Linked DNA regions of Mus musculus: all the other regions are linked to region 2. Evidence: chromatin contacts called from public promoter capture Hi-C data. All regions are on one chromosome and are shown on one strand. The core of a region is the stretch at or near the end of the contact, and the rest is flanking DNA. Distances in the headings are between cores, read along the strand shown.

The links. Promoter capture Hi-C pulls out the DNA fragments that hold promoters and counts their contacts.
Region 1: a promoter capture Hi-C map of embryonic stem cells shows a contact between it and region 2, with 4 times the contacts expected there. A contact is called at or near these places in 7 of 39 promoter capture datasets (the HPC-7 cell line, embryonic stem cells, hematopoietic stem and progenitor cells and 4 more).
Region 3: a contact with region 2 is called in a promoter capture Hi-C map of trophoblast stem cells, with 4 times the contacts expected there. A contact is called at or near these places in 11 of 39 promoter capture datasets (the 3T3-L1 cell line, cranial neural crest, embryonic stem cells and 6 more) and 2 of 9 other capture datasets (liver and macrophages).
Region 4: a contact with region 2 is called in a promoter capture Hi-C map of liver, with 6 times the contacts expected there. A contact is called at or near these places in 10 of 39 promoter capture datasets (the 3T3-L1 cell line, embryonic stem cells, frontonasal cranial neural crest and 6 more) and 3 of 9 other capture datasets (adipose tissue, liver and macrophages).

The regions. Positions count from the first base shown.
Region 1 is chr19:11,964,064-11,968,746 of GRCm38.p6, forward strand. Osbp (oxysterol binding protein) reads left to right here and starts at 1,781. Exons shown (of 14, transcript NM_001033174.1): 1 at 1,781-2,233. The coding sequence starts at 1,878.
Region 2 is chr19:11,638,207-11,642,711 of GRCm38.p6, forward strand. It overlaps Ms4a3 (membrane-spanning 4-domains, subfamily A, member 3), which reads right to left and starts at 2,645. Exons shown (of 7, transcript NM_133246.5): 1 at 2,461-2,645; 2 at 984-1,093; 3 at 1-117. The coding sequence starts at 1,070.
Region 3 is chr19:11,162,335-11,167,391 of GRCm38.p6, forward strand. It overlaps Ms4a19 (membrane-spanning 4-domains, subfamily A, member 19), which reads right to left and starts at 2,996. Exons shown (of 8, transcript NM_001370777.1): 1 at 2,938-2,996; 2 at 2,656-2,716; 3 at 1,066-1,157. The coding sequence starts at 1,119.
Region 4 is chr19:11,281,215-11,286,019 of GRCm38.p6, forward strand. Ms4a5 (membrane-spanning 4-domains, subfamily A, member 5) reads right to left here and starts at 2,599. Exons shown (of 5, transcript NM_183190.2): 1 at 2,427-2,599. The coding sequence starts at 2,579. The region is part of intron 1 of 4930526L06Rik (RIKEN cDNA 4930526L06 gene); the gene reads left to right.

The sequences.
Region 1 (4,683 bases), core at 531-3,030, 320 kb after region 2:
TAAAGGTATTTAACCAAAGTGAGAAGCCAGGCTTTCCAAATCAGACTAGATTCACTCCTTCCTTCCTTCCTTCCTTCCTTCCTTCCTTCCTTCCTTCCTTCCTTCCTTCCTTCCTTCTTTCCATTTGAGACAGGATTTCTCTGTGTAGACTAGGCTGGCCTCGAACTCAGAGATCCACCCACCTCTATCTCTTCAGAGCTGGGATTAAAGGTATGTGCCGACACCTCCCAGCTTAGATTACTTCTTGATATTCATGAGGTAAATAGTTTTTTACAGTATCTAAAAGCAACTCCTAGGACTGGAGAGATGTTAACAGTTCCTGTTCTTCTAGAGAACTTGAGTTCTGTTCCCAGTATTCTTATGGGTTGGCTACCCACCAACTTTAGTTCCAGCTCCAGGGGATTTTATGCCCTCTGCTGGCATCCACAAGTACCTGCACTTAGGTGTACACACACACACACACACACACACACACACAAATCAGAAGAAATGAATAAATAAAAGTTAAACCCTATTCCTACTGCCAGGTCAAAAACTGCTACACTGTAATAGGTGTTAGATTCCCCAAAATGCAGGTTTTGGCTATTTTTGTAATAATAGTTCACAACAGCTCAATGCTGGACTAGTTACTGAAATTTGTGACCTCTAACACAGCTGTAATTAAGCTGATCAAATCTAATCATTCAACACCCAGTTCAAAACAAAACCCTAGCAATAAACAAGAGAATTAATTGTGTTTTTACCACACTAAACCTAACAAGGGCCTTTAGATTTGGAAAAGAGATATAAAGGTAGGTAGTAGGTCTTTGCCAATCTATTCTCCCCGTAAATAAGGTCGGCAACTAGATGGTCAGAATTAATAGAAGTGTATTAGAATCTAGAGTGAAGAGACAGAGGGTAGACCAGGAAAGGGAATGGGGTGAGGATTGGAGGAGTCGTGAGTCCAGGAGGGGGCCGAGGAAGCTCTCTCTGGGTTCTTCCGGAAGCAGGATATGAAAACGGAATCCCTAGGAGACCCAGGAACCATCCATCTCTCTTTATTAAGGCCATCTGCAAGTCTCAATTGAGAAGGAGGGAATTCCACAGCACACCCACATCAAGAGCATTTATAGAGACCCATCACTTCCTTAAAGCTGCAAACGTGCCTGCCCACTTGTGCATCCATGAATTTATTTGCTATCTCGGCCAACTGCAGCTTTCACTGACAATGTCCAGAACCAATCATCTCCAATCATAGCCCTGCCTCTCCACCGACAGGTGAAAGACATAGGTGTCAGCCAATAAAAAATAAGAATGAGTATGTGAAGGCTGGACTCTGCCCCATTTACTTCAATGCATTCAGTAATTGGTAGAAAGGTTTGAGCAGCTGATATCAACCACCAATCCGTAAGGGCGGAAGAGGATGAAGGGCAGCGCGATGGGCGGGGGTGACGTGGCAATGACAGAAGCATAAACTGTAATGACTGACGGAAGTACTAGCCATTCGGAGGCCAAACCGGCCGTGAGCTCTGCATTCTCCCGTCCTCGGACTTCGGAAAGCCACCAATGATTTTGTAGCCCTGCCTGATTGGCTTTCCTGTTAGCCAATCGAAAGCAGGCCTGGAGGACGCGTCGCGCCTTGAGCTTCTCACTGGGCGGAGTAGCATGACAGGCCCGAGAGAAATGCCAATGTCCGCGGGGTCTTCCGCAAGTGACACTTGGCGGCACCAATCGCCGCCCTCCTTCCCGGCAGTCGAGCCCTCCTTCCCGCGGCGGGGCTGGCGGGGCGGGGACGCTGCGCGGCGGCGGCTGAAGCGCTAGCCGTGTTGGGCGCTCCGGGCGGCGGCGGCGGAGCTCGTAGGCGGTTCCGGTCGTGTCTCTCCGGGCGGCGGCGGCTCATGGCGGCGACCGAGCTGAGAGGAGTGGTGGGGCCGGGCCCGGCAGCCATCGCGGCTCCGGGCGGCGGCGGCGCGGGTCCACCCGCGGTGGGAGGCGGCGGCGGACGCGGGGACGCGGGGCCCGGCCCCGGGGTGGCGGCCGCGACGGCGGCGACGGCGGGCGGCCCGGGCCCCGGGGCCGGAGGAGTGGCGGCAGGCGGCCCGGGCTCTGCACCGCCAGCCGCGGGCTCGGGCGGTTCGGGCGCCGGGGGCTCGGGCTCGGCTAGAGAGGGCTGGCTCTTCAAATGGACCAATTACATCAAAGGCTACCAGCGGCGATGGTTCGTGCTGAGCAACGGGCTCCTAAGCTACTACAGGTAACTGCTTCCGGGGCGCCACGCTCACCTGGCCTCCCCCCCTGTGCAGCCCACAGACCCGCGCTGTCACTCTCCGCCGGCTGGCTTCACTGCCAAGGTCGCCCTGGGTCGCTGTCTGTCACCTGCACAGGTTGACAGCTTGCAGAAGTCAGAACCTGCAGATTTGACACACTGCTCTTGTCTCCGCTGTCACCCGCCCCTAGTGCCTCATCTGCCTCCATCCCTGGGTCTTTCCTGTCAGCAATTGTTTGGAGAGCATCTGCTCTGCCATTGTATTTCCGCTACCACGTGGGTGCAATCGCTAATTCTGCAAGTAAGGCACTGTTGTGAAGCTGGAGGGGCACAGACAGCGCGAGCCCGGGCACTGTCCCTCAGGAACTTACAGTGGAAGTTACAACTCCTAACTTTTTGTGCTCTAGTCTCTAAAATTTAATGTTTCTGATACACCCTTGATATACCTGCCCATGTCTACTCAGAATACACATTCCGACATCAGAATACCACACACAGGGAGACTTTGGGATTCTGTCCACCATATGTCTTACCTCTTCAAGCATGCGCGTACTTTCTCGGTCTAGACAGTCCACAATAGAGATGTGTACTCTACCATAGCTTTTACTTTTGCCTGCCCCACCTCTTCCCATGGGAATGACTGTCTTATCCAGCAGTCACCGTGCACCTTTTAGTTTTATTTAAGATTAAGTTTTATTAAAGGAAGAACACATGTTTTTGAAATGATTGTTAAGGTTTCACAGTGCTTATTTTGGTATGGTTAATGTATACTTACTGTGACTCATAGCATGGTCATAACATGTCACACTTCGGGGCTTATATTACTAGACAGAGGTGTTGAGAGGTGATTGGAGGACAGGTTATAAGCTTTCCCAACAGCCTTGCATTGTGGCTGGATGTCTTACATGCAACTGTTCATTTAGTGCGCATAGATCTCCTATCTCCCTGGGAGTTAGGACATGTTCCCATGTTCTTGACAAGAAAGCAGACTCAGCATGCGCAGCTCTCCCAGGGTCTTGGAGAAATCAGGATTTGAAACTACTCTTCATACTTTAAAACCTAAAACCTAGGTTAGTGCTACGTGAACCAGTTAGATACAGAGATAATCACCTAAGACACGGTTTAGGTTTATAGAGTGTGTTACAGTGTGTCTCATGAAGAAAGTACCGAAGTCTACTCTAAGAGGGATTTGCTTAGTATAATAATAACGCCATTTCTGGTTGAAATCTCTTCCCACAGTCCATCCAGTTTGGGAACCCAAGACACTGCTGGGGGCGTGGCTCAGCCTGTATTCCTTTTCAATTTCACCAGTAGTTTCTCTCCTATCAGGAGGCCCATGGGGGACGAATAACCTCCATGAACATCGTTGGCTTGGCTCGTAGAGAATTTTAAAGAAAGCCTGAAGACGAGAGTTATAGGCTGTTGGTGGGAACATTTTTATCGCTCCTCACATAGAAAATGCCTTAGCTCATCCTTGATGCTTAAGCAACGTTAGTTGTTTAGTAGGTGTGACATTTTCATTATTGTGTTCTGAATTAATTTTAATATAACCCTTTCTCCTACTCATCTATAACTCATTTTAGGATTATAACATACATTTAAAGTTTTAGTTTGGCTCAGAGATTTTTTTTTCCCATCTGTTCAAGCTCCATGTCTTGTTTTAATTGACTACTATTCTAATGATTCATATCCTGACTTGGTTTATAAATCTCTAGTAACATTGATTCCTCATATTAAAACTTGTACATTAAGGGCTAGATATAGTGATAACAAGCCTTTACTCCCAGCAAAAGGCAGAGGCAGGTGGATCTTTATGAGTTTGAACCATAGCTACAAAACAATGAAAACCAAACCAAGCAAAAAACCAACTGTATTATCTAAGGGCTTTAATAATGTGTAGTCTTGGGTTGGAGAAGAGCACTTACCGCACATACATAAACAAGGGCAAAAGACACATAAAATACAGGAAATCTAAAAAAAAAAAAAAGGAAATATTTTCTGATGGTTTAATCCAACCAAGTTCTTACATTATCTACTTTGCAGGATACCTGATTGTTTGGTCAGTATAAATCTTGATCAGTGTTGACCTTGGATATTAATAATGTACCCTGTTGCTATTCTTCATATTTGTTGCTGCTTTTTTTTACCTTCTTTCTCACAGAAGCTGACTCCACGTAAAACACCTTCCAAAACATAGCAAGATATGCCATTAGCCTGTCATGCCAAGTACGATGGTCCCATTCACAGGCCGACCAATCAACAGGGTGTAGTTTATCAATCTGTTCCTTACCCCACACCCGAAGAATTTCAGTGAAGTACATCCTTCCTGCTGCGTTGGCAGTTTATTCTTAGCAGGGGGCTTGTGGTCCCCATCTCCTTCCTAGAGCTACTTAGCTGTGTTAGCATTCCTCCTCTGAATGTCATATGTTCAGCACCTA
Region 2 (4,505 bases), core at 1,395-3,894:
GTAGCCTGTGTAGAAGGTGAAGAAGAAGAAATGCCTGAAGTGGTGGGACACGTGTTGTAAACAAACCAGAAAAATTCCGAGAGCTAGAATCAGTATTCCATTCAGGATCTGGATGGCCTGTAAGGAAGACGAAGAAAAAAAAAAGGTATAATGTTATTTTTATTTTCCTCCAAAAGGACTTATTGTGCCTTTAAATGGTTTAAATGCTAAGCCTAAATTAACTGAACAAAATCTTGTTCTGAGAAATACGACAAAGCCAGGTAGCTGTCAAATTTTTATTTTAAAATATTTTTATTTAAAATATAGATTATGGTGATGAGGTAGAAACATCTATATGAGCTACAGAATGAGTTCAAGGCCAACCTGTGTGATTTAGTAAGACTCCATATAAAAACTGTACAAAGGGTTGGAGTTTTAACTGAATAATAGCATTTTCCTGGCATCCAGGAGGACCTGGTTCTCATCCCCAGCACCACAGGAAAGACAGAAGAGAGGAGAGGAGGGAAAGGGAGGGCAGAGAAGGGGAGGAGTGGTAAGGGAGGGGGGATGAAAGAGAGAGGGAAGAAGGGAAGAAAGAAGGAAGAGGGGAGAGAAGGGGAAAAAAGGCAAGGGTGAGGGGAGGGAAAGGGAGGGGAGAGAAGGGGAAAGAAGGCAAGGGGGAGGGAAGGGAAGGGGAGTGGGGGAAGGAGAGGGGAAGAGAGGGGAACTTCACAGAACTCAACCTCCTGATATAAGTGGTCAGAAAGCACCAAGAAACAATAAAGAGCCTTAGAACAAATTCTCTGAGGTACGCTGGGGTGGATATTCTCCCTATGAGAGACTGACTGATTCTCCATTTCTACTCCTCAGATCTCCATGACCCTATCTTGTCCTCAGTGACTTGATAAATAACTCAGAAATTTACAGGAAGAAATTTACAGAATGTCCATATAATCTTTTGCTCCTTCTCTCATAAGCCAACTTTATAGCAAAGGCTGACTTACCCCGAGGGCTTGCAGTACACCTCGTTGAACATGGCGTGACTCATCCAAGGGCTGATAAACAGAACCACCAGTCTCCTCTGGCTTCATGTGTCTGCCTGATGAGGTACCACCTGCCGAGATCCCCAGTCCTGTATTATGAGATTCCTGGGAGGCCATTTGGGGCTGTTTGGGGCTATCATGGGGAAGAACTCACAGGCTTGGTGCCTCCTTGGACCACTTTCTAACAGTATTTTTTAGTGTCACAGAAGAGTTCATCTTGTCCACGCATCAGGATTGCTCTTCTGAGGAGGGTCTGAGTTCCAGAAGTCACACCCTGCGCCTTGCCTTTATACCCTAAAACTATTCTCTTCACAAAGCAAATCCTCTCTCCCCACTACAACTTGGCCTGGATACTGCCAAAATCAAGCTTTCAAAAAACCCTTTTAGTCCTGGCCTAGTCTGAATGGTGAACCCTTTCTTCATGTTCTGGGAATCCCTTCAGCACAAGTTCCACACACCTCAGGCTGAGCTTCAATTTTAAAGGTGCTTGCATCTCTCTGTGTGCTCATCTGCCTCACTGCCTCACAGTTCATATATATCTAATACAAACTTTATAAATAGCCATGTTTAAGAATAATAATAGAAAATCCATTAGCAGGCACTGGGTCTTCATGCTGAAAACACCACACAATGGCTTTGGAGGTCTGACACATTGTTGAGCTTTTTAGAAAAGAATTGAAGGTAAGCTCCAGCCTTCAGGTAAAGCAAGCCATGTTCTACAAAATATAGTCAATTTGGCTTTTAAAAGAAATCTAGAAATTGTAGGCTTCCTAGTGTCCCACTAAGGAGTTCATCTCCCCAGCTCTATCTGTGTAGAACACTTCTGGGTGTTTTACTCATGTCAACCAATTCAGTTTGCAAAACATCTATTGGAATGTGTATTGTCATTATGACACTTTCCATTTTACAGATGAGGAATCTAAGAAATAGAGCATTAAATAACATTCCCAAGTCCACCTGGCAGGGATCTGAGAAGTTAAGGGTCAAATCTGCCTCTAATTATCACCACACTCTTATGCACTCAGGCAGGATCTCCCTCACAAAACTTATCATTCAGGCCACCTCTCATAGCTAGACCTGGCCACCAAACTCAGAGGCAGCCTCTTAATATGTCAAAATGTGTGTGTGTGTGTGTGTGTGTGTGTGTGTGTGTGTGTGTGTGTGTGTATGTGTGTGTGTGCGCGTGCGTGCCTGACTGCCTGCCTAACATTGGTCTATCCATGTCTACATTTTCCAAATATATTATGCCAAAAATCATGGCACCGGGTTACCAGGCGCCAGGTAATATCTGCATTCCAAAGACATTTGTCCACACAGCTAAAAATTCCAAACCTCTACTGAGAAATGAAACAGAAGACTTTTATCCCAAGAAAGCCACCCTTAGCAGACAGAAAAATGAAGAGATGATTCCAATGGAGAAAGGTCTGGTAGGGTTTACCTTGAAGAATTCAGGATTTGACAAGTCCTTCCCCTGCAAGTCCAACTCATTACAGAAGAGGAGACAGTAATGACCACCAGAGTCTGTCCCCCAAAACCAGCAGTCTCTTCCTCCTCAGGCTTAACGAATCTCTTCTTTGTGCAATTCCTCAGCAAGTCCAGTGGAAGTGGTTTTGCTGGCTGCCTGAAAGGTGTGCTAATAACACTCCTATTTGAGGGCACTAATGGCCCACCCACTTCCCCAAGTATACCATTAAGAAGGAAGCTGGTATATGGAGCCATCAGCATCTGGCTCTAAGATGTTGCTTCACACATTATTGGAGCAAGAAATAAAAGCAGAACAAGGGGCTAAGTCAGTGGGAAGGTAGAGTGGGATGGGGGAGAATAAGTCTAGCTATGTAAAAAAAAAGTGAAGCCAGGCAGAATGAATAGTGTTGGGAAGGGGAACAACATATTGTGGCCATTAAGGGACTGAGTTTACATAACGTATCAGTGATGTTGCTAAAACTGTTTTTATAGAAATTATAATGTTTAATCCTCTCAGGCCAAGCAAGGTTAGTTCATTTGTCATAAATTAAGACAATGGTAATTTAAATATATTGCGTTTACATCAACTGTCACTTGCTGTTCAATTTGCTTCAGGGTGCATCCATTTCTTCCATCCTTGGGATAACCCATGACCTAAATACCACTACTGAATCAATGTAATGAAAGACAAAACTGACATAGAGGAGATAATCAGATTCTCTCATATTTATCCAGATGTATTGGTCTGTTGTCTGATAGTATAAGAGAATGCCACTGACAGGGTGGGTTATAAAGAAGAAGAGTTTATTTTTCTCGTGGCCATAGAATCTGAAAAGTCCTGTGCCAGAACACTAGCACTTCTGAGGGCTTTCATGTCACACCATAGAATAGAGGGAGTGAGGGAGAACACTTGAGAGAAAGCAGAGGGCAGACACTCATAATTAGACATTTAGGGTTGCCTGGGATATGAATTATGACTCTGGTTACCTCTGTGAGAGAGTTCCCATAAGCATTTAACTTAGAAGATGAATCCTGAATATGGAATTCAAAATCCCATGGCTTTGGACTGGATGAAAAAGGAACCGTGAGCTGAGTGAGCACTCATCTGTCTGCTTCCTGACTGCAGAGAGTGTGACCAGCCCATCACATACTCTGCTGGCAGGGCCAGAGCAGCCCTTGTCACCACCCCTCCCTTCAAATTGGAAATAGGCATAAAGCTTTCCTACGTTCATTTAGTCTGGGTTTTTTTTTTGTCATAGCAATTTAAAAACAAACAAACAAACAAACAAAGGCAAATTTCATCCTCTATTAGGAACGATTCTGACTAGACCTCACTCTAATGTTAACAGTGATAAAAGCAGCCCATGCCCCATGTTCTGGGAGTACAAAAATGAATGACAGTCCTCCAGTGTCTTACCTTGGCCCACTGTACCCCAGTGGCTTTCGGGGATCATCTGAGGCTTCAGCTTAGGTTGGGACCCTGTGTCTGAAGCCCTTCAAGGCTAGAAGTCAGATAGTTTTGTATGGTGGAAATGACTTGTTCTCATATATGGTCTCTATGAGGACTTTATTTCTTTTTTTAATATTTTTATTAGGTATTTTCCTCATTTACATTTCCAATGCTATCCTAAAAGTCCCCCATACCCTCCCCCCCACACACACCCCTACCTACCCACTCCCACTTTTTGGCCCTGGCGTTCCCCTGTACTGGGGCATATAAAGTTTGCAAGTCCAATGGGCCTCTCTTTCCAGTGATGGCTGACTAGGCCATCTTTTGATACATATGCAGCTAGAATCAAGAGCTCCAGGGGTACTGGTTAGTTCATAATGTTGTTCCACCTATAGGGTTGCAGATCCCTTTAGCTCCTTGAGTACTTTCTCTAGCTCCTCCATTGGGGGCCCTGTGATACATCCAATAGCTGACTGTGAGCATCCACCTCTGTGTTTGCTAGGCCCGGCATAATCTCACAAGAGACAACTATATTTGGGTCCTTTCAGCAAAATCTTGTTAGTGTATGC
Region 3 (5,057 bases), core at 1,746-4,245, 480 kb before region 2:
ACTGTAGGCAGAGTCTTAAAAATCAACTAGTGTGCTTTGTCCTACCTTGATATAGCTGTTTTTGTTCCTTCTCCTTCCCACATAATCTTTGTTGATTTATAGCTATATACAAGATATTGCTAAGATTTTAATAGGAATTTTGTCAAACCCATATGCTAGTGTAGGGAGTGCTAACATCTTTACTATGTTGAGCTTTGCAATCTATAAACATGTCTTTTTATTGATGTAATCTAAGTTGAATTTTTCATTTGTATTTAGTCAGTTTCAAACCACAAGTTCTATATATGGTTTCTTTAATATATGTAATTTTTTTCCTTTAGGGATTGACATCTTCATGTTCATTATTATCTTATAAAAACACAATTTATCTTGAATCTTGTGACTTTGTTTAACTTACTTATTTTCTAAGCATCCTGTGCTTGTGTGTGTGTTGATTGTTAGGATTTTTCTCACTTAATTTTTTTTTTTGAGACAGGGTTTCTCTGTGTAGCCCTGGCTGTCCTGGAACTCACTCTGTAGATCAGGCTGGCCTCGAACTTAGAAATCTGCCTGCCTCTGCCTCCTGAGTGCTGGGATTAAAGGCGTGCGCCACCACTGCCCAGCTTCACTTAATTTTTAATCTCTTGTGTTTAACTCTTAATCTGGCTCTATCATTCAGCAGTGTGAGTAGATGATACAAAATCATACTCCCAAAGGGTGTGGTGGATGGGATTGCCAGGGCAAACAGCAGTGTGTCTGTGATAGAAGCCAACCATTGCTCATAGAGCTCTGGAGTCCGAAGATCCTTCTGGATGTACTGACAATTTGCTCACCTCTTTTAGGACATGTCATCATCTTAGGGTTAAAAACATTGATAGATGGTAAAAAAAAAAGACTATTTCTCCTCCATTTCTAGACTCTGTATATATTTTGATGCCATGTCGCCTTCGCAAGCCACTGTAATCGATTTACCTCCATTTGAGGAGTTGATAGTGGAAACAGAGGTGGTATATATCTTCTACCTCGTGTAATAAGGAGTGGGAACCCTCTCACTGAGGACTTACTTGAGCAGCATTTTGTTCTTACCCCCAAGACTCTCAGTTCCTTTTTTATCCACAAACGATTCTGTGGCATATTCATCAAGATATAATGGAGGGATGTGAGGATAAGTTCCTCTCCTGGGAAAAATGGGGAGAAAAACAACATAAATTAAATCAGTTAATAATTATTGTTATTCTCTTGGGTAAGATTCCTAAGCCTGAGGGGGACCCTACTCTACAGCTGTCATTCATTTTTTTTTTAAAGATACTTGGTTGCCCTCTGACAGGTTCTTTTGCACCAGAGACTAGTAGTATTCTGACAAAACTAATATTTACCTCTCAAAAAGTTTTGCTCACGGATCAGATTTAAGTTAGACTACGCTAAGTACTAAGTGATAACTGCTCCGATCACATCAATTCCTTGAGCACCTGCTCATATGCCCACATTGCTGCATCAGGAAATTTAGACCCTTGGTAGATTTGATCTACCCTGGTACCCACCCATCAGTGTTGTCTAAGTTTAAGTCTGTTTGGGGGTGGGGTGTGTGTGCCTGACTAGAAGGATCTGTGTCACATGCTTATGTTAGATGCAGAGGAGGCTGGAAAATAGAAATAGTATTCTAGAGTATAGGCAGGTTTCTTAAGTTAGTGAACAAGATAACCAGAGGGGATGTTCAGTAGGCAAGACAAGGATAACTCGTCATTTCTAGCATGGGCAGGGAGGGTGATGGTTCCTAGTTTGTATGAATCATAACTCCCCCCTCAGCCTCTATATTTAATGCTCATGAAAACTCTTCTTTATTCTAGCTGGTCTGAACAAAGGTGGATATCGAAACCATTTGGTGAGGCTGCAGAAGATGTAAAAGCAAGAAGCCAGGACATTATTAGATTCTATCTGTTCTAATGTACAGAACCGTAGAGCATGAAACTTTGCATGTGTGGGAAGAAGGGCACCCGGAGAAAATCAGAGACAGACGAAAAAACAGAACTTATCATCTTCTGACCACTTTCAACTTCTTAGTTCCATTTTCTTGGAAGCCTGGCTGCCTATACATCATGTAAACACTTATATATTATATTATATACATTAATTTTACTAAAACAAATAAGAGATAATTTATGTTTTTTCAGTCCAAGGTTAATACATTTGCTTTGAGTGGCTTTCTAGTTAGATTTGGCTTTGATAATCTCTACCTCCATTCCCAAGAAACAGCTCCCCAACCCCACCCAGCCTCTAAAGTCTCACTAATCTTTTCTGGTTCCCTTCAATCACTATATGTAGTTGTATGGGAATGTCAGGGCCAAGAAGCAGGAGTGGGTGGGTAGGGAAGCAGGGCGTGGGGGGAGGGTATAGGAAACTTTCGGGATAGCATTTGAAATGTATATAAAGAAAATATCTAATAAATAAAAAAAGAAAAAAATTCAAGGCATTGTCTTTAGATCTTTCAAAACAAACTTTTCCTTTTCCTCATATAAGTCACGGACTTTGAAGGTTTCAGTTGCCACGATAATGGCCCATTGATATTTGACAAGGAGAAAATACACTAAGGCACAGAGGAAAGCATTTTAGAAGATTCTTGAATTAAAAATTGCCCATTATGACAATTAAAAACTTACCCGTTATGCGATGACTTACAAAAAAATGTAATAAACTTCAAAGGCTCTTCTAAGTGACAAGAATCACCTGGAGGGTTGTACTGGGGAGAAAAAAGAAGCCAGGATACAATTGAAGCTCTCCAGGAAGCAGTGTCCAATGCCTGTCCTTAATGTGGTCTGTTCAAGGGTCATGGATCCATACTCTGTCACAACCCCAAGGTTAGAATAGGATAATCCTGAAAGGGTTGCTTTTAGGTCCAGATCTTTCTGCCCTGGCTTTCCTGCAGGCAGGCATCTGCCACCTTCATGTGCCCCTCATTACCTCTTGCGGATCCAGCGCAGCTGCGGTTGTGTCTCAGAGCAACCGTGGTGAAGGGTGCCACGTGAGGAGGGCCACGCAGAAGTTAGTTCCACTGGCCCTTGAAGGTTCCATCCAGCCTTCATGCCCGCGAGAGGTAGATGCGGTTAGGGTTTGGGGCCAGCAGGAGGAGCTCTAGTGCGGACATCCTTTACTGACCAGTGTTGGGCATACTCTAGCTATTAATCTGCAGTCCTTGAGCCCAGCTATGGCTGATTCCCTGCTCCATAGACTTCCCCACCAAGCAAATACTACCAACTGTTTTCCAGTAGAAGAAGCAAGTCTTTCTATTGTGAGTCTCCTCAAAAATCAAAGTTCTAAACTCTAGAAGGAAGGATGTTGTTGGAACCCTGGATCTGGTGGTGTTTGGGCAAGATGTATCTTCTGTTCCTCTCTCTGCAAAATCGAGGTCACACTTGCTCTGTGGACTTTCCATTTTCAGAAATTAGATTGCACAAGTCCGTCATCCACTCTGGGACAAGAAACTCTAAACATAGTGGGCAGTATGCCAAAAGAAGAGATGGAGGCTGGAGGTGGACTTGAGAAGGGACCCAGAGGAAGATGAGAGGAGTTGTGGGGGTGAAAGACAATTAAAATTCATTATATAAATGCATGGAACTGTCAAACAACCAATCAACAAATAAATTAACCCCGACAAAAGGCTACTGCTCTATGTAATCTAGTCCTAAATGGTAGGTATTAAAGAACCCAAATTTGACAGTCATGTCTATGAGGCTGAGAGTCATTTATGATATGACTAAACAGGTAAACACTAAACCCAGTAAAGTGTAAGGGTGCTATATCGGGCACCTGGAAGAAGTGAATAAATTAACAGAAGGTCATTTGGTCTAACTTACTCAGATTACATTGAGTCTCAAAAGCAATGGTGACTTGGTTAGCTGCTAACTAAAGGAGTGTTCCTCACAGGCAATTTGTTGAGGCTTCCAGTACCAGGTATTCCATGTATTATGTAATTTATTGAACATATAATTCTCTAGGAATTAGAATGCTCCAATATTTATATATCCTGTTGAGGATAAATATGAATGACATTGTTTATGTATTAGTAGTAAGGAATGGAAAAAATATAGAATATCCTTTACCTTAGAGTTTACCTTGTGGGAAAGGTGGGGTGAGAGATGATCCATTTTAGTATTAGGTGGTCAGACAATAAAAATCGAATGCAGCTTAGGTGGTAAGGAGCAGACAGAAAGGTAAGGATGCCCTTGCAGAGCCCTGAGCTCTAGGAAAAAATGGAAAACGATGCCTAAATCTCTCAAGGGTTATGCATTTGGTTGCTGGCTTTTTGCAATGTGAAGGTGAGTGCTATCACTGAAAAGAAGTGGCCTCAGAGGACAGATGGAAGTCAGACTCGACCTAGAGTAGAGTCAAAGGGAAAACACGAGGTAATTGTGTGGAGATAATATGTACTTACCTCTGGAGCTCTGGCTTTAAGAAAGGAAAGGTAGTTGTGTGCAGAGGGAGTCCTACGGGGGAGTTGTTTTAAGATGACACTTAACACTGTGAGCCAATGCTGGTGGCTGGCCGGGAAGGGATGAGAAGCCAAAGCCATCTAAGACATCAATGACACAGTGAGACGTGGACTGTGATCTCTAGAAGCAGCCTTCTGTCATGCACAGACCTGCAGGTAGCCTTAACTTTCTCACTGCACACTTGGCTTTCTTGGCCCGTCACCTGGCTTGCCTCTGGGGCCACTCTTTTGCTAACTTGCTCATTCTCTGCAAGCAGGAGCTCTTGGGTACAGGTTCTGTGAATTCTATGAAAGCTTCTAGTTTCACACAATGTAATGAGGAGCTAGACATAACTATAGCACTTTTGTCACATGGTTAGCTTAAGTTGACACGTGTTTTAGGTATAAAATACACAATTCTGAAGACTCCATATGATCTGTAGACCATATGACTCCATAGATTATAAAGTATATCATCAATAGTTTTTACCTGCATCATTTAGATGTTTTTGACATATTAACTGTGTTGTCAAAATTAAACACATATGTTCCTATTTACTCTCTTTGTGTGGCTGCTAGGACAATTTAAAAACATACATGTGGTGTTTCTTAC
Region 4 (4,805 bases), core at 1,349-3,848, 360 kb before region 2:
AAACTTGGTCTCCTGGAACCATGGCATCCTGTAAAATGAATGCTCCAAATCTGTCCTTGCTTTAGTCGGTGAATGGATCTGTGTGATTTCCTTCAATATTGTTTTATTCTAAGTGACTCTAAGGATTGATTTTGACATATAGCTAAGTTAGATTAGCCTTCATCAGTGTTCCAATATCCTAGGAAATTGTTGAGCCAACCTTGGGCTTTGATCGTTGTAAGAATGTTACTCATTCAGATGAAATGCCTCCAGTGTTGATAGTGATAGAAATCAGGCATTACATTCTACTAGAATAGAGCTAGTAATCTCAGGGCTAGTCTACGTAGTATACTTAGAACAATAGATAGCTGAGTGACTCCCATACACAGGAACTTACAATGGCCTAGGGGGAAGGTGGATTATAAAATAGACTAGAATTGGAACTATGGCAAGGGCATGAAGCCCTTGTCCCTGGCTTCTAAGATTAAGCTGACCTTAGGTGGGGCTGCTTTTGATCCCAGTTGTTAACATTGATTTTTATCCCAGTTTGTTCCTGTTAGCTTTTATGTATGCATTCCTCTGTTTTGTTGTAAGAGTCATTTTGATCAGATAACTTCAGTGTACCTTGGATGACCTTAATGTATCACTTAACTTCCTTGTTTCCTTCTGTAATATAAGCCTGATGCTCACTTTGAGAAACTACATTCATAACACTCCCTTGTGTTTGTGTCTGTCACTTTTTCGCTGACTCCCTGCCCACCTGTACCGGGACCCTGATCCTCCTGCAGAATGAGGGCCGACTGAGTCCAGTCTGCAGCACATAGATATTCCTCCATCACTCATCGTCACCTAGAGCACTCACTGATTCTTTCATGTTACAATATGAAAACGAGACTCTTCACGCTTCCTCTTGGCTTGTTAGCTAATTTCTTGTACTACAGAATACTATTCTATTATATGGGTATGATGGGACTAATTTGTCAAGCTTCTTTTATTAGTCTTCTTAAATCCTTTAAGCCTAGATTGACCTCTCCCAGCCTCCTCCACTGCTTCCCCGATGCTTCCTGCTCTTTGGCTTCAAGAGCTTACTGCATCTTTTGTGCTTCTGTGTCCTCATTTTAGTTCTACTCGTTGAGATTCCATGATTTCTTCACGGTCCATATGAAATACCCAATTCATTGCAGAATGTGCTCATTTCTTTTAACTGGAACAACTGTTCTAACTCTGGGCATTCCCACATCACTGTCACCATTTATGATCCTTCTAGATACTCTATTGAAATATAATTCTTAATATTTTCATAGTATTATTATTTTCACATGAAACCTTTATTTTCTTAAGTGAGGAAAAACTAGCTTATATTTTTTTCCTGTGAAAACAGCATCCAACATAGTTGTTTGCACCTAGTGCAGTTTCTGTTAAAGCAAACTATTTCATTCAAGCTTGAAGTCCATCATACTTGACGAGATGCTGAAGCAGATTACATTAGTGTTTTTTTTCCCCCAAGTGCCACAGAATGATATTTATTTTTTGTCTTGTTTTATTTTATTTTTTGTTCTGAAAAGGATTACTTTGTACTTTCCATTACGAGAGGCCAGTGTTCAAAAGGCAAAATATTCTCCAAGATATGTGTAACATTACTACCTCAAACATATCTGACTGCTTCCTACCTGTCCATTATCCTAAGAAAGGTTTGGTAAATGAAATTAACTTCTGTGGAATGACAGGTTGATGGATGGAGAAATGAATGTTTGCCAAGGTCCATCTAAGCCTAGACAAAGAACTTCAGGCAACTAAGGATTTCTGAGAAAGAGAGAATTGATCTTTTCTAGAGATAACCCCCACCCCCAATAGATTATCCAAGTATCAGCCAGCAACACTAATAAAACTCTGAAAGTTGTATTTATATGTTTGCGCATTTATATACATATGTAAACAATAACAAAGAAAAAGAGACCATAAATTTGAGAGGGAACAATGGGGGAGGAGCCATGAATGAGGTTGGAGGGAGATGATGTACTTATATTATTAATTTAAAAATTAAAGAGGCCATTCTAAAAAAATCTTTATACTTATATGCATAAACAAACATATATATCTGAATACTATGTAAAACTATGAGTTCTGAGGTCTGCTTGGGAAGCTGTAAAAGTGTGTGTTGCAGTTTGCTAAGAGAAGAAATCTGAGCTAACTTATACTCAGTTGTCCTTTTTTCTTTTGCTCCTTAAGATTGACTAGAAAGATAATTAGTTTGGAGGCTGTGATTTTTAAGAGTTCAGGAACATTGAATTTACTCATCTTGTATTTTCCTATTCACAGAATCTTGTTCATAATTCATGTAGAAGCACAATCCATACTTCCTGAATTGATTGGCAATGACATATGGAGCTGATTCCTTGGACATTGTGTGCTACCAGATCTTATACATAGGGACACATTTTACTTACCCCTAAGATCTCCAATTTTCTAATAATGATCTTCTGCACTCGGTTTTGGGGATTATAGGCTGTGGCTGTAAGTTCTGTTGTTTGGTATTCTTGAGTGGTGACCTCTGGAGGGAACACCAGGAACAAGGGACTATGTACATTTTTTGAATCCATGATGGTATAGTTGGTTTTTTCAAGTGGAAGGGAAGGATAGAGCTGGCACTCCCATTTAGACCATGTTCGTTTCCTGTACTGAAGCTGTTTAGAGCACTGGCATTGTTGTACTCTGATTTAGAATTATAGAACCATAAAGTCACAGAGTCATAGAATTTCAGGGATGGGCAAGAGCCTAAAGAATTAAAGTGCCATTGCTTGTGTATTGGTTTGGAGAATATGACTAGTAGTCTTGGTTTGATCAGAAAATACGGTGTCCTTGGGCAAGTCATATACTACTTTGCTCTTACAACTACCTCATTCACATATGTATTAACCTGTCAAATCTTTTAGTTCCCAAGTTTCTAATTCTTCCATTTCAAGTGTAGAGAGAGAGGACAAAACCTCTCAGGCCTTAAAACTAATCAGTCATATTATTCGTGTTGCCTGTCACTTAAAAGGTTCTTTTCTTGTTTTGTGTCAACGTCATTTTAGCAGACTTGTGTTATATACCACCCTAAAGCAGAGTGGCTTTAAAGAACTACAATTCTGTTTTGTGGGAACTCTGCCAGTTACATTGCTAATTTTTTTCCTGGCTAGTAATGTTCTATTTACCCCTGTCAAGTTTTCTCATACATCTATGGTCACTAGTGGATTGTGCAGAATTAGATAGCCTCAGTCATGCATCTTCATCAGTGGATCTGGCTGCCAAATTGCAAAAACATAAATGAGCAAAAGAATTTATTATTTTTTTTAAGTGTATGTGCATGCGTGTGTTGGTGTTTTTGTGAATGTATCCAATTTGTGTGAAGATACATGCAGAGGCCAGAAGAGTTCATCAGATCCCTTGGAGCTAACTATAGGCAAGTTTGAACTGCCCAGTGTGTGTTCCATGTAAGAGCAGCAAGTGCTCTACAGTTATCTCTGTCCCACCATGTCTTATTGGTCATATATATATATATGTGTGTGTGTGTGTGTGTGTGTGTGTGTGTATATATATATATGGACATGTTTTGTTAGTCATATACATACATACATACACACACTCACACACCCATATATATGCACACATTTTAAGTGGATTATAATGCACTTGGTCTGTAAGTCAATGTTAGTAATAATAGAAAATGCTATTAGTCAGCTACTTTTTATATCATTCTGTTCTATCTATTATGGTCAAATATTTTATCTCAATTTGTTTCCATAGTTCATTTAAGCTGTTTCTTTATCAGTTTAATATGTATCTATGAGCTTAACCATAAGAACTTGACAGTATCACAATGAGTTACGGCAAGTGTTACTGATCTGTGGTTCTCTATTGCAGGTGGTTGTGAAAGGAAATAAAACTTGAGACCTGTGATTCATGTAATGTGTGTCAAATAGTCCAAAGAGTTGTTTGTGAGCTTTGAAACCTGGGGCTGAGAACATAGCAGAACAGGCCAGGATATGCCCGGGCAGGCCTGTCTTTAAGACATTCCTGAGGCTGCTTGGCCATAAAGATAGAGATAAAGAGAATGACATGCTGGACTGGCCCGGCGCCTCCCTATCTCCCGCCCTTCTGACCTAAGTTAAATGTTAACAGGCTGCTGATGTTTAAATGGACCAATCATGTGAAACTGAGCCAATTCCTCCCCCAGCCCCACCCCTTTTCTATAAAAACCCCCAGCTTCCAAGCCTCGGGGTCGAATCCACTGTCTTCTGTGTAAGATACGGTTCGACCCGGAGCTCTGCCATTAAACAGTTGAAACCACTGTCTCCTGCATGAGATACGTGTTGGCCCGGGGCTCCGTCATTAAACTACCTCATGCTTTTACATCAAGATGGTCGTCTGTTCATGATTCTTGGGTGCACACCAAATCGGGAATTGAGTGGGGGGTTTCCCCACTAGGTTCTTTCAGTTGCTTGCTAATAGACATCTCAGGTGTGTTCATTTTGACATGGATGGTGTATCTGAGCTCAGTTTTGGAAAGCTTCATAAATCCTTATGTATCTTATTTTCCAGCATTACAAAATCTCCCTTCACGGGAGGTCCTCTAATTTTAAAGTGGTTTATGAATGACTGAATATTATATATTTTTTATTAGGTCTTAATGTTCCCTAATCAAACCTTCATCTTGTTGTTACCTGTTCTTGGGAAGTTATGATGATGCAAGTGGTCAGACTGAGTTCAAGGCTTCATCTCTGATTTCCTTGCTGTGTGGTTGTAAGAAGGTTTCCCATGTTCCTTCATTTATGTCATACTCTAGA